2 separate regions of the Mus musculus genome follow, and region 2 is linked to region 1. A link is a contact called in public HiChIP or PLAC-seq data. All regions are on one chromosome and are shown on one strand. Each heading gives the region's core, a stretch centred on a gene start, on an enhancer-like site or on the middle of the called end of the contact. The rest is flanking DNA. Distances are from core to core; before and after follow the strand shown. Region 1 overlaps Gm32968 (a long non-coding RNA gene). Region 2 overlaps Gse1 (genetic suppressor element 1, coiled-coil protein).

Region 1 (4,871 bases), core at 462-2,961:
GCTCTGAGTGTAGGTGAAGGGCTCCGAGTGTGTGTGAGGGGCTCTGAGTGTGGGTGAGGGGCTCTGAGTGTGGGTGAGGGGCTCTGAGTGTGGGTGAGGGGCTCTGAGTGTCAGTGAGGGGCTCCAAGTATGGGTGAGAGGCTCCAAGTGTGGGTGAGGGCTCCGAGTGTGGGTGAGGGACTCTGAATGTGAAAAGGAGCCCCGAGGATGTGGGGGGTTCTGAGGTGGGGTGCAGGGTTCACAGGTGGAGGGCAGGACTTTTGCCAGAAGCAACTAGGTAGCTTTCCAAGATACTTGCTGCCCATGGCTGCTGTAATAAATGACCCCAAATCTAGAGGCTCAGAAACATACCAGACCTCTTTCTGACTGGATCTTAGGGGCTGAAATCTCAGGCTTGGCAGGGCTGGCCTCCCCACTGCCCGGGGGGTCACCTGCTTTATCGTCTTGGCTTCCAGAGAGGATTGTCCCCAGTGGCTGCCTCTCCCACCCCACAAGTCCATTATCACAGATCTGAAGTTCCATTCTATGCCTGCCGCCTCCCCTTTGTCTCCACCCCTCCCCCCACCTCACCAGCCCAGTGTAATCTTGTGGGCCATCTGCACACTGTCCTTCTCGCGGCCCTGGGGATCCGGACATGGATACGGGGGGGCCCTGCCCGACCTCACACAGATGGCCTTTGGACATCGTATGTAACCCACAATCACTGTCACCGGGAAGGACACATGGGTCCCAAAAGCCAACAGCCTGGGGAGAGATGGAGAAAGCAGGGGCTTCTATATCTTCAGCCTCCAGAGAGGGAGGGTCTCCCTCCCACCTCCTACCCCCTCTGCCCCAGCCTCCTGCCCTCTGTCCCCAAACGTCACTCTTCCCTCCTCCTTGCTGGGCATTCCCCAGAGTTACTGTTTTAATAAGCTCCTTGCCCTCTAATTAGCAGGTGCGGCTCTGTAAGGAAGCGCCTGGTGTTTACCTAGCACGGAGCCTTTAATAACTGCAGCCCGGCGGGCTGGCTCCCTAATCCCCTCTGCAGGCGGGCTAATGAGCCTGGCACCGCCAGCCACTCCTGCCTCACCAGGCTAGCAGTGCCCCCAGGGCTTCTTACTGAGCCCCGCCAGGACCCTGGAGCCCACAGACTCCAGGCCTGGGTCAAGCGTGATACCTCGCTCCAGACTGATGGCACTGCCAGGTCCGTGTTAGGGGAAATGAAACCTCCTTAGCGGGTGGGGCTGGCCAATCTCAGAGCTGGCAACATCTCCATACTTAAGGGAGGGCTGTCCCTCGGGACTCAGGCAGGGGGCAGAGGCCACTAAAACATGCAATACTCAGGGGCTGCAGACCAGAGGGCACAAGCTAATTCTACAGCCTGGAACAACCGTTCCTCCCCCCCACAAGCTGGGGGTGGCAACAGCTAGGAGCACTGGGCAGTCTGGGGCAGAACTCATCCAATCAGCTACAGGAGGTCCCCGGAGGGAGCTGTTGACTCCAACAAGGGACAGCTACCACAGGGCAGCTTTCAGGTCTCAAGCTCCCCTCCTCCCAGACACAGCAGGACCCAGAGAGGAAAAAAAAGGCACTCTGTGGCAGAATATTCTAGAACAAGATGTGTGTGGGTTTTTTTTTTTTTTTCCTTTTAAATAAATGGATGTGCCTTGGGGCTGCTTGGGAGGCAGAGGCCCCGCCCACCCATTTGGAGGCGTTGAATAGCTTGAAAGGCCCTTGGAGTGCGGAGGCAAGAGAGAAAGGCCTCCTCTCAGCTTCCTTTGTGGGAAAGCCTCCTCTGGCCCCTGCTGGGCCTTTATCTGACTCGGCTGGTTCTTCCTGCAGTGGGGGTACCTCAGGAAGGTGGGTGGAGGGGAGGCCTCCCTTCCTGCAATCCTCCCCCTCCCTCTTCCCTCCGCTAGCCTCTCTCTCCCTTCCCAGGCCACAAGGTTCCCCAGGCCTTCCCCTTCCTGGGCAAGAGCATTCTAGTGCCTCCTGCTCAGGCAAGCAAAGACCCTGGCCACTGGACACCCTTCAGCTAAGAGCAGTCAAGCACAAACTAAGAGTCAGTTTTTTGCTGAGAGTCACCCTGTGCAGTCATCATAAAAGGGAGACCGAAAATCTGGGGATCCCTCTAATCACAGCCACTGGACCCAAGTGTGGCCAGTGACCCCAGCTAGGTGACAACAAACAACTGGGCACCTTCTCAGGATGCCATCCTTCCTCAACGTCAACCCAGAGGGTGAGTGAGTGACCCACATTCTGTAAATTCGTAGAATGACAGGAAGAATGGCCAGGATCAGAGAACCTGCACCTAGCCATCCAACCTTGACCCCTGGGCTCACAGGGAAAGAACAAAGGAAATGTGAGCCAGACCAAGCTAGTCAGAATCCTGTCCCATCTGGGTGGGTGTGGTGGCGCATGCCTTTAGTCCCAGCACTTGGGAGGCAGAGGCAGGCAGATTTCTGAGTTTGAGGCCAGTCTGGTCTACAAAGTGAGTTCCAGGACAGCCAGGGCTATACAGAGAAACCCTGTCTTGAAACCCCACCACCACAAAAAAAAAAAAAAAAAAAAAAGAAAAGAAAAAGAAAAAAAGAAAAAAAAGAAATTCCCGTCCCGTGTACCCTTCCAGAACTTTCTAGGGCAATGGCACAGACGGCACAGTGTCTGGAAGAGGAAGGGGCTAATGTTGTGACTTCTGTATCTGGCTCTTGACTGTGATGACTTTGGTTCTGGGGCTCCACAAACCAGGAACCCCAACTGCCTAGAGGGAGGAGGCAGGAAGAGTAAACCAGACCCACAAGCCATAGAACAAGTTGGCAAGAGGCCCCACCATGTTGCTAGCCACTCTGCCATCTTGGAAGCGGTTCTTCCAGCCCCAGGCAGAGGCCTCCACAGGTGGTCCCACCTAGCCTCACCCACCCCACCCACCCCACTGCAGGTCTGTGAACAATGGAGCATGGGCTGTTCTGTGGTCGGCAGCACATAGGAGGCTGGAGGCAAGATGGCCAGGCAAGATCAGCTTCAGATGACTGGACCCCCCACAGTATCTGGGTGCCACGCCCTTATTCAGTTCTAGAAGTGACCTCCATTGCATGCACAGGGCGACCAAGAAACAGAGATGCTAGATCACTTGCTGGAGGTTCCTGCCTCTCCCCAGTAGGAATGATAGGCCAATGGCAGCCATTTGCCACATAAGCTGGGACAGTCTTGATTTCTAGGACAGCATTTTTTGAATAAAAGATGTTATGTAGAACAGGCAGCCCATCTTTCTACTCCTGTAAAAATTAATACGATTTTTTTTAAAGTGGACTTAAAAATACTGCCCCCCCCCCCCAAAATGGATCATAGTATTCGATTTCTGGTGGAGAGCCACGGCAGGCTAAGTGCGTGCCAGCAGAAATCGTCTCACCCTGTTTCTCACCAAATAAAAAGACATCCATGATCACAATCCCTTGAGGACCTGGACAGAAAAGAAGGCTGAAGGCAAAAGCAGATCTGCCAGGGGAACCAGTGTCTGGTGCTCCCTGGTCCAGCAGAGTAGCGCAGGCTTGTCAATGCAGCTACTCTAAGGGACTGAGGCAGGCACAAGTTCAAGGCCAGCCTGAGAAATTTAACAAGACCCTATCCCAGAAAAAAAAAAAAAAAAAAAAAAAAAGAGTGGAGTCGGCTTCACTGGTAGAGTTCCTTCCTAGAATCCTCCAGTTAAGGGCCTGGGGGCGTGGCTCAGACAGAATTCAGAATTTGCATATAGGAAACACTGACTCTCCCCACCTCAGCAGGATGGTGTATACTTAGTGTCATATAGCTATCACCCGCATCTGAAGACTTTCCATCATCCCCCAGACGAAACCCACAGCAGTGACTCAGCACCCCCTTCCCATCGGCTGTCTTTGGGTTTGGGTGCTGGTCACATCAGACTGGTAAGAGTCCCACACTGGGTGGCCTCCCGTGTCTGGCTTCCTGTTTTTGAGTCGTGTGTGTCCTCCACTGCTGGGTTCTGTGCTGCCTTCCCTTCCCTGAGTGACTGTTCTCCAGTGACTGATAGTGCTCTGGTGCCTGAGAAGGTGAGCATGTCCACTCTCTTGGGAACACCCCCATGACTTGCTCGGTTGCATGGTGGCTTTCGGATCTGGGACTCCCCTGGAACTCTCCCCGGGCCTCCCCATATCCTCCTCCCCCACCCAAGAGTAGGTGAGGATTTGGGCATCTCCAAGTCCTTGTCAGAATTTAGCAGTTGCTGGTCACTGCTTTAACAGACCTCTGTATGCTCAGTGGCGCCTCCATGTGGTTTCATAATTCCCATGCAAAGGAACCAGGTGGCACTGAGCGCTCCTGGTTGGATGTGAGGTCCCAGACTAGCTGGCCTTGGCAACTGTTCCATGCTCGGCCATACAGCTGGATGGCCGGCCCCACCGTTGTCCATTTATAGTGCGGGGGGGGGGGGGTCGGGACGGGGAGGCAGGGGGAAACTGCCACATGAAACAGGATGACACCTGGAGCACAGCGGGGGACCAGGCTTCTTTCAGGGATGTCACACTCAGTCACCAGCTGTGCCTCCAGAACTGGTGGGGCCCCACAGCAAGATCCTCAGACTGGGTTCATACTTCAGACCCTGCTGTGGACTGGCTACCCACCACTTTCCTTCAGTACCCTCTGGAAACATCTCTGCCCACTTCCAGCGTCCAACTTACTCCACAGTATCTGAGTGGAAGGCTTTAACCCACCATTATCCAACCTCTAACCTTTTTACCTTTCACCCCACCAAAGGATGACCCACATGGGCAGGAGCCCTGTCCCACTATCTCCTGGTCTCTTCAAGCATCGGGAGGGAGCAGGGTTGTCTTGCCTTTGGCATCAGAAGCGTTTATCACCAGACCGCATCTCCCTCTGTA
Region 2 (5,553 bases), core at 690-3,189, 210 kb before region 1:
AGACTTGGCAGGATGGCAGATAACAGGATTTGTGATGGGTAGGACCTCCCTGTACCACATGCTATCACCATGCTCCTGTGGGTAGCCCAAACAGGACTCCAACTGTCAGAGAGCAGGGGACCGATCCACCCCTAGGGCCTCCAGCAGTCTCATGCCCAGGGCATGGCTGCCCTTGGCCCCCTACCCTTGGGGGTGGGGGACCCCAAGCCTAGGTTCTGGAGATATCAGTATGTTCCCAGCCTGGGAAGCTGCTCTGATGTCAGCTCCCTTAAAATAGAATTCCAAATGAGCGGCTTCATTAGGGGGAGTCTAAAATTAGCACTGTTCCTCACACATGCGCACATGGGGCTGGTGGGGGGAGGGGTGGGGAACTGGCCCCGGGTACCAAAGAGGAGGACACACTGCCAAATTTTGGGGGGAGCTGAAGAGTCCTCTTCACTCACAGGGCCTAGGGCCACTAGGTATAGTGTCTATTCTGTGCCTGGCATCCCGAGAAGAAACCACCTCAGTAGGCAGGTACCGGTGTCCGTAGAGGCTCAGGTGTGGCAGGCAGGGGGGGGGCAGCGGAAAGGAGAGAGGTGGGCACGGGATGCCTGCTCTCCCTGTCCTCATTAGGGGGTATTTATTAACTTCTCTGTTCCCAGCCGTCGTCATCTATAGGACTGGCTCCTGCGAATTCATTATCCTAAACAGTTGGGAATAAGCTCTGTGGAGCAAGGGCCTGTGATGGATGAGGCCCGGGGCTGCCTGCAGTCCATGCAGTCCATGTTCTCCAGGCGAGCAGCTCGGTGAGAAAGTCAGCCTAAATCTAAGTGGACTCTTGGGCACTCTACACAGGCTCCTTCCTGCTGCCTCGACCAAACGTTCACTCTCAAGCTGGCCGGCCGCAGCTCTCCCCTCTCTAGACCCAGAGTCCAGAGCTCGGGTTTCTGTCAGAAGCTACTATCTCCACAAAATAGCTGGGGACAGCCTGGCTGCCTTGGTGCATCCTGCCCGATTCCCCCACTTAGGGTCCTAACATGCCCAGGAATATCATCAGTGCCAAGGAAGGAGACCCCAGAGCACCAGGCAGATGATACTCCTCAACTCACCTCGCTCTGGTCCTGCACAGTTGACCCAGAAGGGGTTCACGGGGTGGGGGATGGGGTGGAGGGGGTCTCAGTGCCACTTCCCTCCTGCAGTACATCAGGAGTTATTAATCAGCCCAGCCTCCCTCCCGTTGAGGCCGTAATTACCGTCCCTTTCATCCCAGCTCCTCCCGGCACCAGACCTCAGGCTTGCTCCTTCTGCTCTGTAATTACCAGCTAATAGCTGAGATGAATTTTCTGAAGGCCCGGTTCAAGCACCAATCCGTCCCTCCCTCCTCCGCCAGCAGCCCCTCACCCTGGGGTAATTACACCCAGGGAAGCTGTGCCCAGCAGAGCAAGGCTCTCAGGCAGTGTGGACCTGGATGCTCTATCTGCCCCTTCGTCATTTTTCATTACCGCACACTGAAATGTTTGTGAACAGACAGAGACTGGGTCGGCCCGGGCTCCACGCCCCCACCCCCACCCCCGTGATCCCCGCGCCCCAGAGGGTGATGCTTTTGCAGCTCTAACAAGGCTGGGGTCACCCTGCTGCAGGGACCTGGCGGCTGCAGTAGTGTGGGGTGCCCACGTGATCCCCAGAGCCTGGACGGCTTCATAATAAATTCATTATTATGTGTGCCGCCGCCGCCGCCGGCTTGTTCTGAGCGCACCCATGTGAGGCAGCTTCTCCGGGGCGGGGGCAGGGAGGCCTGCTGATGTTCAACGGTGAGTGTACCCCGCAGGCCGCTAAATCCTGCCCCTCTGCCGCTGCTCCCAAGGTCAGTTCCCCCAGGAACCCCTGCACGAGGCGACAGAGCGGGAGAGCAGAGCAGAGCAGAGCAGATGGTGACTCCTGACCCAAGACCGTGAAAGCGGAGAAAGCAGCAGGCGAGTGGGGGTGGCCTGGGTATGACAGGGGCTCTGATCTGTGGGTCAGGGGAGGAATGAGGCAGCCAGGCAGAATGAGGGAGGGAGATGGGAGAGGTTACCCACCTCTGCACTGTGGACAAGGACAGGAGGGGCTGCCCACAGCATGAATGCCATGGATGTATAAGCAGCCTCTGGGGTTCCCTGCAGCCATGGGAGGGCAGAGAATGGGGACCTTTTGGTAACTCCAAGCCTTTCACTGTCCACCCCTAGGCTGTCAAAGGCCCTGCTGTCTCAGTGTTCTGAAAAAAAAAAATGGGAGTACTGACAGGAGACCCACACGTGGTGGATCGAAAAGGTGCAAAGAAAGGGGTAACAGTGAGGGATGGCGCCCGAACTCAGGGTGCAGAGGCAGGGGTACCACGGGTTTAATGCCGACCTAGACTTGGTGAAAACTCATCTTAAAAACAAGTAGTCATGGGGCTGGAGAGATGGCTCAGCGGTTAAGAGCGCTGACTGCTCTTCCAGAGGTCCAGAGTTCAAATCCCAGCAACCACATGGTGGCTCACAACCATCTGTAATGAGATCTGCCGCCCTCTTCTGGTGTGTCTGAAGACAGCCACAGTGTACTTCACATATAGTAATAAATAAAATAAAAAAAATAGTAAAAAGGCGGCTGAGGATGAGCTCAACAGTAAAGCACTCACTTAGGCATGGCGGAGGACGGAGGGAGGGAGGGAGCAGGGGAGGAAAGGAGGAAAGAGCCATGAGGCTCTGTGGCTGTAGATGTTAGACAGGCCTCCTAGGAAGTCACCTGACTAGGTACAAAGCAACAGAGCAGGAGTCTCAGAGGTTCCCAGGCGGCAGCAGGGATGGAGCCTGGCAACAGATGGCAGCGACATTTGACGCGATTATTCTAAGTGGCTGCTGCGCTGTGCTTCGCTTCGTGAGAAGCCTGGCGTGGGCAGACGAAGGAGGCTACACAGCCACCCCACACCAGCTCGGCAAAACCCACCGGAGGAAAGGGTCCCTGAGGTCGGGAAGCCAGTGGTCAGCACCGCCGAGGGTTGACAGTCCAGAGCCCGGCACCATCCCCAATGGTGATCCTGACAGCAGCAGGAGGTGGGACTGGCTTGGAGCCAGAGGTGTGCACAGGGCTTCTATAACCATAACGTTACACACAGGCATGGCACCCTTCACATCAGCAGACCCCACACACCAACCACAGTGACAGGCAGGTGAGACAGGCAAGATCCTTCCCTTCCCTGGGCTCCTTTGTCAGCTGCTTACTAACACTGGGGACGGGGACAGGGACTAGGGACCTCAGGGTGTCCTCGCCTCAGCCTGACTGCTCAGTCTGGCCCAACCTGCCTCCCGGACATAGAGACTCTGCCATTACCCAGTCCGGTTCGGGTGTTTTACCCAGAGGGTGACCAAGGCTGGCAAGAGCCACACCTCATCTAGGCTCAGAGTCTGTCATCTCTGTAATGTCCACTGAGTCAGCTCCTGGGGAGCCCACCGCGCACCACTGTCACCATGCCTGATACGGAGGGCCGAGGACGACAGGATGACAGAGGCAGGCAACATCACCCAGCAGCAGTGTCTGTACACCCCAGTGAGCCCCGAGTGGCCCATGGCACCTTTGGGCTTCATCGGTCACAAAGAGCCCTTTGAGCACCGGCCGCTGGCCTCCTCCCCAAGTCCCCAAAAACAAACACTCAAGCTGTCCAGGACTGAGGTTACGTGCCTCCGAGTCTCCATGGGATGCAGGCCAGGGGCCAGCAGGTCGAGGCCAGGCCCTGAGTGGTCACCTGGAAGGCAGCAATGCACATGTGCCGCCCAGTTCCCCAGGGATTCTCAGGCTCCACCAAGACAGGCCCTCCACTCCCATTTCCTGTTTTGGCTGGGGGCTCAGCAGACCCAGGGGGCTACTTGGGAAGTGGGGACAGAAGTGTTACAACACAAACCTCTCCCCAGGGCACACACCAGCCACATACCAGCATTATCAGCAGGTGCTATAGGAGGAGGTCACAGGTAGATTCCGGAAGGAGGGCTGGGGACAGCAAGGCCAGGCTGTTTTCCTCTAGCCTTGCCCTAATGGAAACCACGGTTTGATACAAGCCCCTTGGTCCCAGCCAGTGACAGCTCCAACACAGGCTGGCCACTTTTGAGGGTCACCCTCAGGTTCCAGGTGCCAAGCGTGGGAGAAGAGACAACCACGCTCTGTTTCTTCTGGCTGCGCAGGACATAGTGGGCTGAGTGTCTCTGGCCTAAAGTCACGTTTAAGTTGTTTGAGTGAGACCCAGAAGGATCACCTTAGTATGGAATTTCGGTTGAGATTCTTCCAAGCTGCTGAGTTACAAAACCCACCGATCCCCAAGTCAGGGGTCCCAGTGCTGGCCTCTAGGTCTCAGGTGGCCACGCTCCCCAGCTCTGGCCTCACAAGTAGCCTGCTCAGTGCTCGCAGTCCACGGGAGCTGAAACACTGGGTCCCGCTGGGACTCTCAGGCTCCACGTTGCTGACTCAAGAGGAAGTAGGGCCCATCCAGGAGGGTCCCTCTCAGATTGTAGCGAACTCGCCCGCCACTCAAATCCGATTCAGGATTTGGCCCAGAGTATAAGCAGGCAAGTGGCTTGTCCCCAGGGCCCGCAGAAAAGGTCCTGACCACCAAGGCCAACAGTTTGGGTCTGAAGGAGACCCAACTTCCTACAGGTTGTCCCCCGACTTTCACATGCCCACAGTGACGTACACACAAGTAAAGGAACGTGACAGAAAAATGTAAAAAGACCCCTTTGGGGACTAGGATGTATGGCAGGAACAGCCTGCTTGCCTACACACAAAGCTCCACTCCCCCAGATGTTTAAAGTGGCAGCTGGGTCCTTGGGGCTTGGATGTAAAATGACTTGTGCAACAAAGTTACTTTGAGCAGCCACTCCTAACTAATGCCCCTCCCTAGTACCATGCATGGGGACAAAGTCGCTCAGGGATTGAGGGAAAGAAAGCTCTAGTACCGTGCCTCAATATCAGACTGGTCTACCACCTTCAAAACCCAACATGCCAAGCCCAGACACCATAAAATTCTCAACCGGGGGGTGGGGGTGGGGGACCCTTAGGCCATGATGGCCTCCTCCATCAGAGAAAAACTTCCTCCACACACAGCTACAAACCTGGGCAAACATGTCACCGTCTCCAGGGTGCATGTGTTAGGTGCCCCTGAGTGACCAACCACCTATACCCAAGTCACCCTGGCAACTCAAGCATACCCACATTCTGCAGGATTCCAACTGGGAACCTCTAGCCAAGCAGGCTCAGAGTACAACCCAGACTTGACCCTCCCTACACTGCAGCAGACCTAACGAAGGCCCTGGGAGCCGGCCTAGCGCAGACTCCCCTGTGGGCAGACAATCCTCATAGCCAAGGCTGGCTAAGCACAGGACCAAGTTCCCCCCATCCACATCTCCACCCAGGGGGCAGGTGAGAGCCAGCAGAGGAGCAGGTGGCACCCGTCCCACCATGCCTTTCTGTGGCACTGCAGGCTGCAATAATCCTGACTTGAAATGCATGGGAACAGCAGCTTGGGGAGTGACCTTTCAAAGTTGGAATAGCTGCACGGTCACG

The links. HiChIP or PLAC-seq counts read pairs in DNA pulled down with a chosen protein or histone mark.
Region 2: a contact with region 1 is called in an H3K4me3 HiChIP or PLAC-seq map of embryonic basal ganglia, with 4 times the contacts expected there. The contact joins two enhancer-like sites. A contact is called at or near these places in 12 of 484 Hi-C or Micro-C datasets (the G1E-ER4 cell line, the N1E-115 cell line, bone marrow-derived macrophages and 5 more), 21 of 115 datasets of contacts at active chromatin or transcription factors (DN3 thymocytes, the HPC-7 cell line, SST interneurons and 16 more) and 3 of 9 other capture datasets (adipose tissue, liver and pancreatic islet).

The regions. Positions count from the first base shown.
Region 1 is chr8:120,331,926-120,336,796 of GRCm38.p6, reverse strand. Gm32968 (a long non-coding RNA gene) reads right to left here. Exons shown (of 3, transcript XR_388103.3): 2 at 571-744. It also overlaps a transcript of Gse1 not described here. Among named protein-coding and RNA genes, the nearest start is that of Gm32968, 6.7 kb to the right of the region's middle. Within about 2 kb of position 1,711, at least 170 of the 459 cell types and tissues checked have an H3K27ac peak or open chromatin away from gene starts, as enhancers often do. A contact at or near this core is called in the N1E-115 cell line, embryonic basal ganglia, embryonic forebrain and 3 more, where this site is marked.
Region 2 is chr8:120,545,902-120,551,454 of GRCm38.p6, reverse strand. The region is part of intron 1 of Gse1 (genetic suppressor element 1, coiled-coil protein); the gene reads right to left. Among named protein-coding and RNA genes, the nearest start is that of Mir7687, 10 kb to the right of the region's middle. Within about 2 kb of position 1,939, at least 81 of the 459 cell types and tissues checked have an H3K27ac peak or open chromatin away from gene starts, as enhancers often do. A contact at or near this core is called in the N1E-115 cell line, embryonic basal ganglia, embryonic forebrain and 3 more, where this site is marked.